Linked DNA regions of Rattus norvegicus: region 2 is linked to region 1. Evidence: chromatin contacts called from public Hi-C data. All regions are on one chromosome and are shown on one strand. The core of a region is the stretch at or near the end of the contact, and the rest is flanking DNA. Distances in the headings are between cores, read along the strand shown.

Region 1 (4,053 bases), core at 547-3,046:
TCTTGGTGTCACATACCTGATAGGGGCTTTGTTTGGTTACCCTGCTGTTTTGGTTTGTTTGTTTGTTTGTTTGTTTGTTTTGATGTTTGTTTCCCATTCCTGTTGAAATGGAGACTCATTACCTAGCCCAGAATGGTCTTGAACTTAGACTCCTCCCTTCCCGCATGCTGAGGTTACAGGCATAGCCTACCCTTTCCTGCTTGACAAGTGGCATTAAAGTCAGTCCCCAGCTTCCTCCCAGGAAAAGCCAGGACACTTAATGAGCAAAACACACAACCTCACAGCAACTTTGGATTCTACTGTAGTTCTTGTAAACCGGCTACTTTCCAGAGGCCTCTGGGTGATGGATCTTGCTAACCCCAATGGCTCACTGCCTAGAAGAAGGACCTCTCATAAAACACATGAGCTTTGAATAGACCTTCTCCCCAGTACTCAGGAGGAAGAGGCAAGCAGATCTCTATGAGTCTGAGGCCAGTTTAGTCTGTACAGAGTTCCAGATCAGCCGGGGGGGGGGGGGGGGAGATCATATAACCAGAACCATTTGCCACGCACCCCCTTTGGTTTAGTTGGCTTGTTTCTGAGATGCTAATGACCTAAAAATTAAGTTTTAATTTATAAACTGCATTGCATGTTTTTAGACAATGTTTAGAGCTTGTATACCTTTTCTTCCAAGACAAAACTGGACAAAAGCCACAACATAAGTCACAGTTCAGACAGAGCACTGATTTCAGAATATGGAACTCTCCCTACAGATGAGAAAGAATTAACCAATGTTCCCATAGTGAATACTTTTTTCCCAGCACCAAAGATTGCACCGGGGGCCTCGAGCTGGATAAACGCTCCAACCATGAGGTACATCCTTTCTGCCCCATTTATCCATGCTCACAGGAAGTATTATATTTATATTTAGGAAGAAATTGGAAAGAATGAAGGTCATTTTAGTCGCACTGCCTTAAGTAGTTTGGAGGCCATTTTTGCAAAAGTGAGCTTGCTGTTAAGTAACAGAGTGAAGTCTAGATGATAAATCATCTTCCTAGCTCAGAAAAGAATCCCTGATGGTCCGTTGCTCACTGAAGCTTGGGGATAGATGCTTGAAATACAGTGTGAGGGGTGAGCTTCAAAGTGACGCCAGCTGCATCATCACCTAAGAGACACGCCTCTGGCGGTTCCAGAGGGCTGTAACGGAGGAAGGAAGGCCTACCCTGACGTGAATGGCCCGGTCATGTGGTAGGGGTCCTGGACTAAGGAAAAGAGGGGAAAGATGGAGCTATGCATGTACCAGTTATTAGAGCACAGGCTGCTGTTCCAGCGGACCCAGGTTCGCAAGCATCTGCAACTGCACTTCCTCAAGTCTGATACCTTCTTCTGGCTCCTGCAAGCACCAGGCACACAAACCGGGCACAGACAGACGTACATGCAGGCGAAACGCGCATGCGTGTAAAATAAAAAGTAAGTTTAAAATGAAAAACATAAAAAAGCCAAGCATGGGGACACAGTGACAACAAACCTTTCCTTCCTCAAGTTGCTTTCGTCTGGTATTTTTTCTGCAGCAACGAGAAGAGAAAGTAATGTACACGGTAATTACTAGTCAGGCACACTCAGTGGGTGGCTGGCCAAAGGCGAATGCTTTAGATCCTAACGTGTAAAGTGCACTATTTATATTCAATTTTCCTTCTGCTGTAGAGAGCAGTTAAGCCCATGGAGTGGTTTTGAACGAAAAGGGAGAACACGAGGGGTTGCGATCAGTCTGAAAGACAACTGTGTTGATATAAATGCCAAGGTCAAGCTACACTAAAAGCTTCTAAATATAGCTGTTCTATTTTAGGTAAAATGGTCCGTTCTGTTTCCATAGCTTTATGTAAAGTGTGTCCCACATTTATTCTTAAAGCTTGACTATTTAAGTGAACACGAGTCATTAGCACATCTTAAAACTTCACTTTCTGCTTACTGGCTCGAATAAGACGTCCTCATATCTCCTCTTTCTTTCAATTTCCATGGTTGGGAGTTATCTGGAAGAAAGTGTGTGTGTGTGTGTGTGTGTGTGTGTGTGTGTGTGTGTGTTGTATATTTGTGTGCTGTATGTGTGGTGTGTGTGCATGCTGTGTGTGTGGTGTGTGTTTGTGTGTTGTGTGCTGTGTATGTGCTGTGTGTTTGTGTGCTGTGTGTATGTTGTGTGTGGTGTGTTTGTGTGTTGTGTATGTGTGTGTATGGTGTGTGTGTGTTGTGTATTTGTGTGTTGTATGTGTGTTTGTGTGTTGTGTGCTGTGTGTGTGTGGTATGTGTTTGTGTGCTGTGTGCTGTGTGTGTGCTGTGTGTTTGTGTGGTGTGTGTATATTGTGTGTGGTGTGTTTGTGTGTTGTGTATGTGTGTATGGTGTGTGTGTGTGTTGTGTATTTGTGTGTTGTATGTGTGGTGTGTGTGTGGTGTGCGTGTGCATTGTGTGTGTATGTTGTCTGTGGTGTATTTGTGTGCTGTATGTGTGGTGTGTGTGCGTGCTGTGTGTGTGTTGTGTGTTTGTGTGTTGTGTGCTGTGTATGTGCTGTGTGTTTGTGTGCTGTGTGTATGTTGTGTGTGGTGTGTTTGTGTGTGTGTGTGTGTGTGTTGTATATTTGTGTGCTGTATGTGTGGTGTGTGTGCGTGCTGTGTGTGTGTTGTGTGTTTGTGTGTTGTGTGCTGTGTATGTGCTGTGTGTTTGTGTGCTGTGTGTATGTTGTGTGTGGTGTGTTTGTGTGTTGTGTATGTGTGTGTATGGTGTGTGTGTGTTGTGTATTTGTGTGTTGTATGTGTGTTTGTGTGTTGTGTGCTGTGTATGTGCTGTGTGTTTGTGTGCTGTGTGTATGTTGTGTGTGGTGTGTTTGTGTGTGTGTGTGTGTGTGTTGTATATTTGTGTGCTGTATGTGTGGTGTGTGTGCGTGCTGTGTGTGTGTTGTGTGTTTGTGTGTTGTGTGCTGTGTATGTGCTGTGTGTTTGTGTGCTGTGTGTATGTTGTGTGTGGTGTGTTTGTGTGTTGTGTATGTGTGTGTATGGTGTGTGTGTGTTGTGTATTTGTGTGTTGTATGTGTGTTTGTGTGTTGTGTGCTGTGTGTGTGTTGTGTGTTTGTGTGTTGTGTGCTGTGTGTGTGCTGTGTGTTTGTGTGGTGTGTGTATGTTGTGTGTGGTATGTTTGTGTGGTGTGTGTATGTTGTGTGTCATGTGTTTGTGTTTGTGTGTTGTGTTTGTGTGTGTGGTGTGTATGTATGTGTGTATGGTGTGTGTGTGTGTGTGTGTGTGTGTGTGTGTGTGTGTGTGTGTCCAAACCCAAGGTCTTCTACATGCCAAGCAAATGCTTTATTGCTCTATCCCTGAGCTATGGTATCAGTCTCTTAAGATTTCTTTTTCTAATTTAATTTTTTTTAATTTTCTGGAGAAAGAGAGATGTGGTGGATACAGTCACACACACATGTCACAGTGCATATGTGGCAGTCAGAAAACAACTTCTGAGGTCAGGCCACACCTTTCAGCCTGCTGAGGCAGGGACCCTCCTCTTGTCCCTGTGGCTGTACTGTGGCCTCCTCGGGGCCAGTGAGCTTCTGAGCAGTTCTCTCATCTCTACCTCCCTCCTCACCAAAGGAGTGCTGGATTCCAGACGCACGCTACCACATGTGGGCTCCAGAGTAGGTTCCAGGGATCAGAGCCTACATGGGTCATCGGGTATACACAGCATGCTGCTTACCCTCTCGGCCGTCTCCCAGCCCACAAGGTCCTTTTTTTTATGAGTCCTTTGCTATGCAGCTGCCCCTTGGTATTCACAGAAGACTGGTTCCAGATACGCAAGGGAAGCATTGGTCCCCACCCGCAGTTAGTGGATCTATTCAGTGAGAGGTGTTTGAATCTTGCAGGCTCTGACCTAATCAATTGATTAGTCATAATTGATGATGAACTCATAATTTGGTGACTTGTTTGGAGGTTGTGGAAGGAGCTTACTGGGGTCTGTCCTTGAATTGTCATTGCTCACCGCTTCCTGGACAGTGTGACGCGAGCATCTTTTGTGCTTCAGGTCCTTCCCATAAAGTG
Region 2 (4,474 bases), core at 155-2,654, 140 kb before region 1:
GCTGCTGTTGGGAACTGTAATAGTCCCCTAAGGCCCTCTTGAGACTTCTCCAAGTTCCCAGTCCCATCCCATACTCAAGAACCATCCTACTGTGACCTCACTCAGTGGGCCATCAAGACACCCATGACACTGTGCACTCAAGTAAAGAGAACGACCTTTAAAAATTAGACTCTTATAATTAGGGAGTAGAGACATCACACAAAGACTTCAAGCTGCTATGGGAACTATGACCAAAAATACCACTTTCTACTGGATCTCCTAGCCCTCATACCAGAAAACTTTTCAAACCCTCAGCTTGGAATCTGTACCTTCCTTCCCCTCCACTCCCCCACATCCATGTTTGTTAACCCGGTTCAAGGATTGAGGAGAACTAGTCAATTCTAATAGCTTTCCCCAGAAGGAAAAAGGTCCAAGACTTTCCATCTAAAGTCAGGAGCATAGTAGAGCATGTGCTTTTCATAATGAACACTAGGTGGCGATCGAGTACAGCTAAAGACATTTTCGTGTCCAGACCCTGCAGCTTGCTTGTGCTTGCTCTCGTGCATTGCGTGTGACGGGAACATATCTTGACCCGCGGGTCAAGCGTGCCCTTTCCTCAGTACCTGAGATCTCAGTCATAGCAGACCCAAGTGCTGTTTCAGATCGCTACCGTTTGCGTTGCTATCATACATTGGAACTGTGTCAAACACTGGCTCTTAAAATCAAAGGTGAGCAGGGAATCTCACGGCTCTGCTGACTTCGTGCAGTTAAAAGCGTGTCTTCAGCTCATATGTGCTGAAGCCTTGGAGACCATCTTCGCTGGCAACTTTACAAAGAAAAAAAAGAACCTAGATGCTTTTTCAATAACACTTAAAACTCCAAAGCTGGAGTTAAAACAAGAAAACGAAGTAGCCAAGGTCTATAACCCTTCTTACTGCTCATTTCTCAAGGTCATTCGTGTGTGTGTGTGTGTGTGTGTGTGTGTGTGTGTGTGTGTGTGTGTGTGTGTGTGTGTTCAGGTTACAGAAAATGCAAGAACTCCTGTTGCCGTACTCTGCACACACCATCGCCATTTTGAACAGCTGCTAAAATCTTCTAGAATCAAAGTGGTTCCTTGAACCATCGTCGTTGGGCCTGTGGGTTGGAGAAGGAAGATTCCAAACCTGGGAGTTTGGGAAGTTCCCCTGTATGAGGGCTAGGAAACCCAGTAGACAGTAATGTTTTTGGTCCTAGTTCACAGTCACTAGCTTCAGAGTGAGGCAGCATCCCTCACTTCTGTGTGAATGGTTTTCCTGGTGACTGTGGTGCAGAGGATCTCCCAGTTGCACATGCACACTCATATGCCAGCCAAGGTACTTGGGACCGTTGTGACCCCTTCAGCATGCCATGAGGTGTGTAGGGGGAGCACGGAATGGAACAATCATCCTTCCAGCGAGAGTGCTCAAAGCAGACTAAATATATCTACTCAGGGCTTCAGCCCGTGACTCATGCTGCTGTTTCCGTCTCTTTCACCTCCCGCATCTCACCCAGAAATTTCAGATGCCAGCACATTCGGGGAAACTCCTGTGAGTCGGGAGAGGCATCGAAACCCAGTGTTGGTTGGACCTGGAGGACCGTGTTAAGTGGAACCGTTTGGTGGACACAGAGAGACAGCTAACACATGCTCTCACTCCTGTGGGAGAGTTCGGAGTTTTAGTCTGATTAAAATAGAGCACCCACTGAGGATGAGCGGAGGCTGGGAGGGGTGTGGGGGGGGGGAGGCGAGGTGGTGAGACTTACGAGACACAACCTCTGACCTGCAGTAAGGTAGGGCAACTATTTGACACCTGACTGTATATCTCGAATGCCTGGTAGGAAAGAGTTTGGATATCCTCAATACAACGAAATCATGTCTGAGCTGAAGGACAAACCAATGACCTCAAAATACATTGGCTGTCCTCTGGGCGCCATAACTCTGACGCAGGGGTTATGTGGGGTTGGACAGTTTTAGGCACATGTACATTCTGGCGCCTTTTCTACCCAGGTGAAGTTCGAGCACAAAATCCGTTTCAGAGACTGAGTCCAGACTGTCTGGAAGCAGGGCGGGGGCAGGGCTTCTGACTCATTCATTGGCAGAGGTTTGCTCATCTCACCTTAGGAACTTCTTTGCTTGAAGCCTTCTCAGTATTTGCAACTCTGTGGAAGAGTGAGCGGGGCGCCTTTGCAGACTTCTCAGCAGAGCCAGCTCTGCTAACAACAGGCAGAACATGCTAACCTTAGCCCCCACCTTCTTCTCTGGAGCCCAGGAAGTTAGGCAAACCTGGACTAACTCCATCTAGTGGCACAGGTTGGTGGTTTACTTCCGGGACTCTTCTTGCCTTAACCCAGAAACTGGGAACAGCAATAAAAGTTCCTCATGGTGCGGATTCAAACTGGGGCCTCTGGCCTTCCATCCCTGAGGGACATGTGCACACAAGCATTAAAATTATATCTGAGTGTTGTGAAGCCAGAGAGGAAGAGGTAAGCACCCTCTGTCAAGTCACACAGGATAGGATAGAGTTCCGCAGTCTAAAAGTCTGCTGAATTTGAGTAAATGATAAACTACCTAAAAGAAATCTCTTAGGAAGTTCATAAGGAAAAAAAATGCTTTAATGGGCTCCTTAAACTGTGGTCATAATAATTTCTGCACAGAACATTCTGCCTGTAGATACAGTCAACATCGGGCTGATGTATGGGCCACTCTGGTGCCTCGAGTCACGTCAAACAACAACAAAATTTAGAGACAACCAAGTTTCAATCCAACACACTTTATTTTTTTTGAACTTTTCCCCCCCTTAATTTTCAATAATCAAGTATTCATGATGTTGTAAACCCAGGTTTATTAGTCCTTTGACAATCAGTTTCATTAGACATAAAGAAGTAAGTCATACGGCCCTTACCATAGCAGATCTCCAAATAAATATTTGTTCTAAAAACCACAAAAATGAAACTCTACATTATGACTCAAAGCAGCCTTTCATCACAAACATGCCTCTACAGAGAAGCACATAGACACACAGCCAGAAAGATACACACACGCACACACACACACACACACACGCACATACGCACACTCCACAGATATCCTAATACCAGTTTGACACAGTTTCACATTTCCTTACACTACAAAGTAAAGGCTGGCCTTGGACTTCATTCTCTAGATCATCATTTAAGTTTGGGGTAGAGGTATATACTGAAGACAAATGCCCACTGGGGAGTCTTACTCCTCGGTTTACTTTAGAACAGCCTTACCATTACTTTTGTTTTCAATAACATTAGTTTCTTTACTTTCCATATATAGAGTAAACTACCAGTCAGAGACAACAGCATCCAACCCAGAGCTGAAGAGCAGCTCCCAGGGCTTGAAACTTTCCGTAGAAGATAGAAGATTATCTAAATGTGTTTTTATCTCTCTGAAATTATTTTTTAGCATCTGATCATTCTCCCACTGACCTTTGTGTAGAAGAGGACTCCCCAGTACACTTCCCAGTTTTGCATTAGAGTTTCTGGACTGTGGAAATGAAGTCAGCGGGGTTTGTCCTCTCGGGGGAACCCCCAGATTTCCAAACGCAAAGCACTGAAACACTGACTTCAGAGAGGAACATGCGTCTGCAAACACTTTAGCACCGAGGCATTTTATATTTAATGTTGCCAAAGCCAACAGCAGTAAGGTGAGTTTCTGGTCACATTTGACCCTCCATAAGGCTGAGGACAAATGAACTGCTTAAATTAAACCTCTTCAGACAAACACAAATCTGGTTGAAGCAGCACAACAGGAAGTCTGGGACAGACAACGCCAGCAGTATCTTCTTGGCCTTCGACAGTCAGGTAGACCACAAACTACCAGTAAAGGTGAGTTGACAGAAGAGGGAAAAGGCAAAGTACACGAGGCCACTAGCCTCACCTGCCAGCCATCCCTCCTGACCGCGGAAGGCTACTCACAAGTCTGCAGAACAGAATTAGCGAATCTGGCTTTTCAGGGACTTACAACATTCTGGTTTCTATCTGCTACGTAGAATACTCAGCATGTACCTATGTAGCAACAGATACCTTCACACTCTGCACCTCTAGACACACACACACACACACACACACACACACACACGTACTGTCACAAGTTATTATCAGCTAGCACCTTAGGCAAGTGCTTGCCTTGCTACAGAGCTCATGGGAGAGTTCCCATGGGGGCTTTGGGTCCCTCCACACTGTAGTGATGTTCCTTGGTGCACACAGGGTTCTACGAAGCAGCCTCAAAAACAAAACAAAGAAGACACTTCCTGGCTAGAAGTTCATCAAAGACTGTGAGCTAGAACTGTGGACCGAACAGAAGTTTTGGATGGTTGGTGAGACAGGATTTCTGAGACCTCTGGGAGCCCCACTCTAGCAACTCCTGTGGGTGCTGGCTTCCCTGAGTGCAAAGATATAGTTTACCATCACAGTCACCTGAGGTGACAGACGGAGTCTGTGGTTTGTAGTC

What was found. Hi-C and Micro-C count contacts between places; a contact is called where the count stands out from the background.
Region 2: a contact with region 1 is called in a Hi-C map of hepatocytes, with 4 times the contacts expected there. The contact joins two enhancer-like sites. A contact is called at or near these places in 9 of 12 Hi-C or Micro-C datasets (the A7r5 cell line, the Rat2 cell line, frontal cortex and 5 more).

Annotation. Positions count from the first base shown.
Region 1 is chr5:10,998,289-11,002,341 of GRCr8, reverse strand. No RefSeq gene overlaps it. Among named protein-coding and RNA genes, the nearest start is that of Slco5a1, 13 kb to the left of the region's middle. Within about 2 kb of position 1,796, at least 2 of the 93 cell types and tissues checked have an H3K27ac peak or open chromatin away from gene starts, as enhancers often do.
Region 2 is chr5:11,139,456-11,143,929 of GRCr8, reverse strand. It overlaps a transcript of Slco5a1 not described here. Among named protein-coding and RNA genes, the nearest start is that of Slco5a1, 130 kb to the right of the region's middle. Within about 2 kb of position 1,404, at least 9 of the 93 cell types and tissues checked have an H3K27ac peak or open chromatin away from gene starts, as enhancers often do.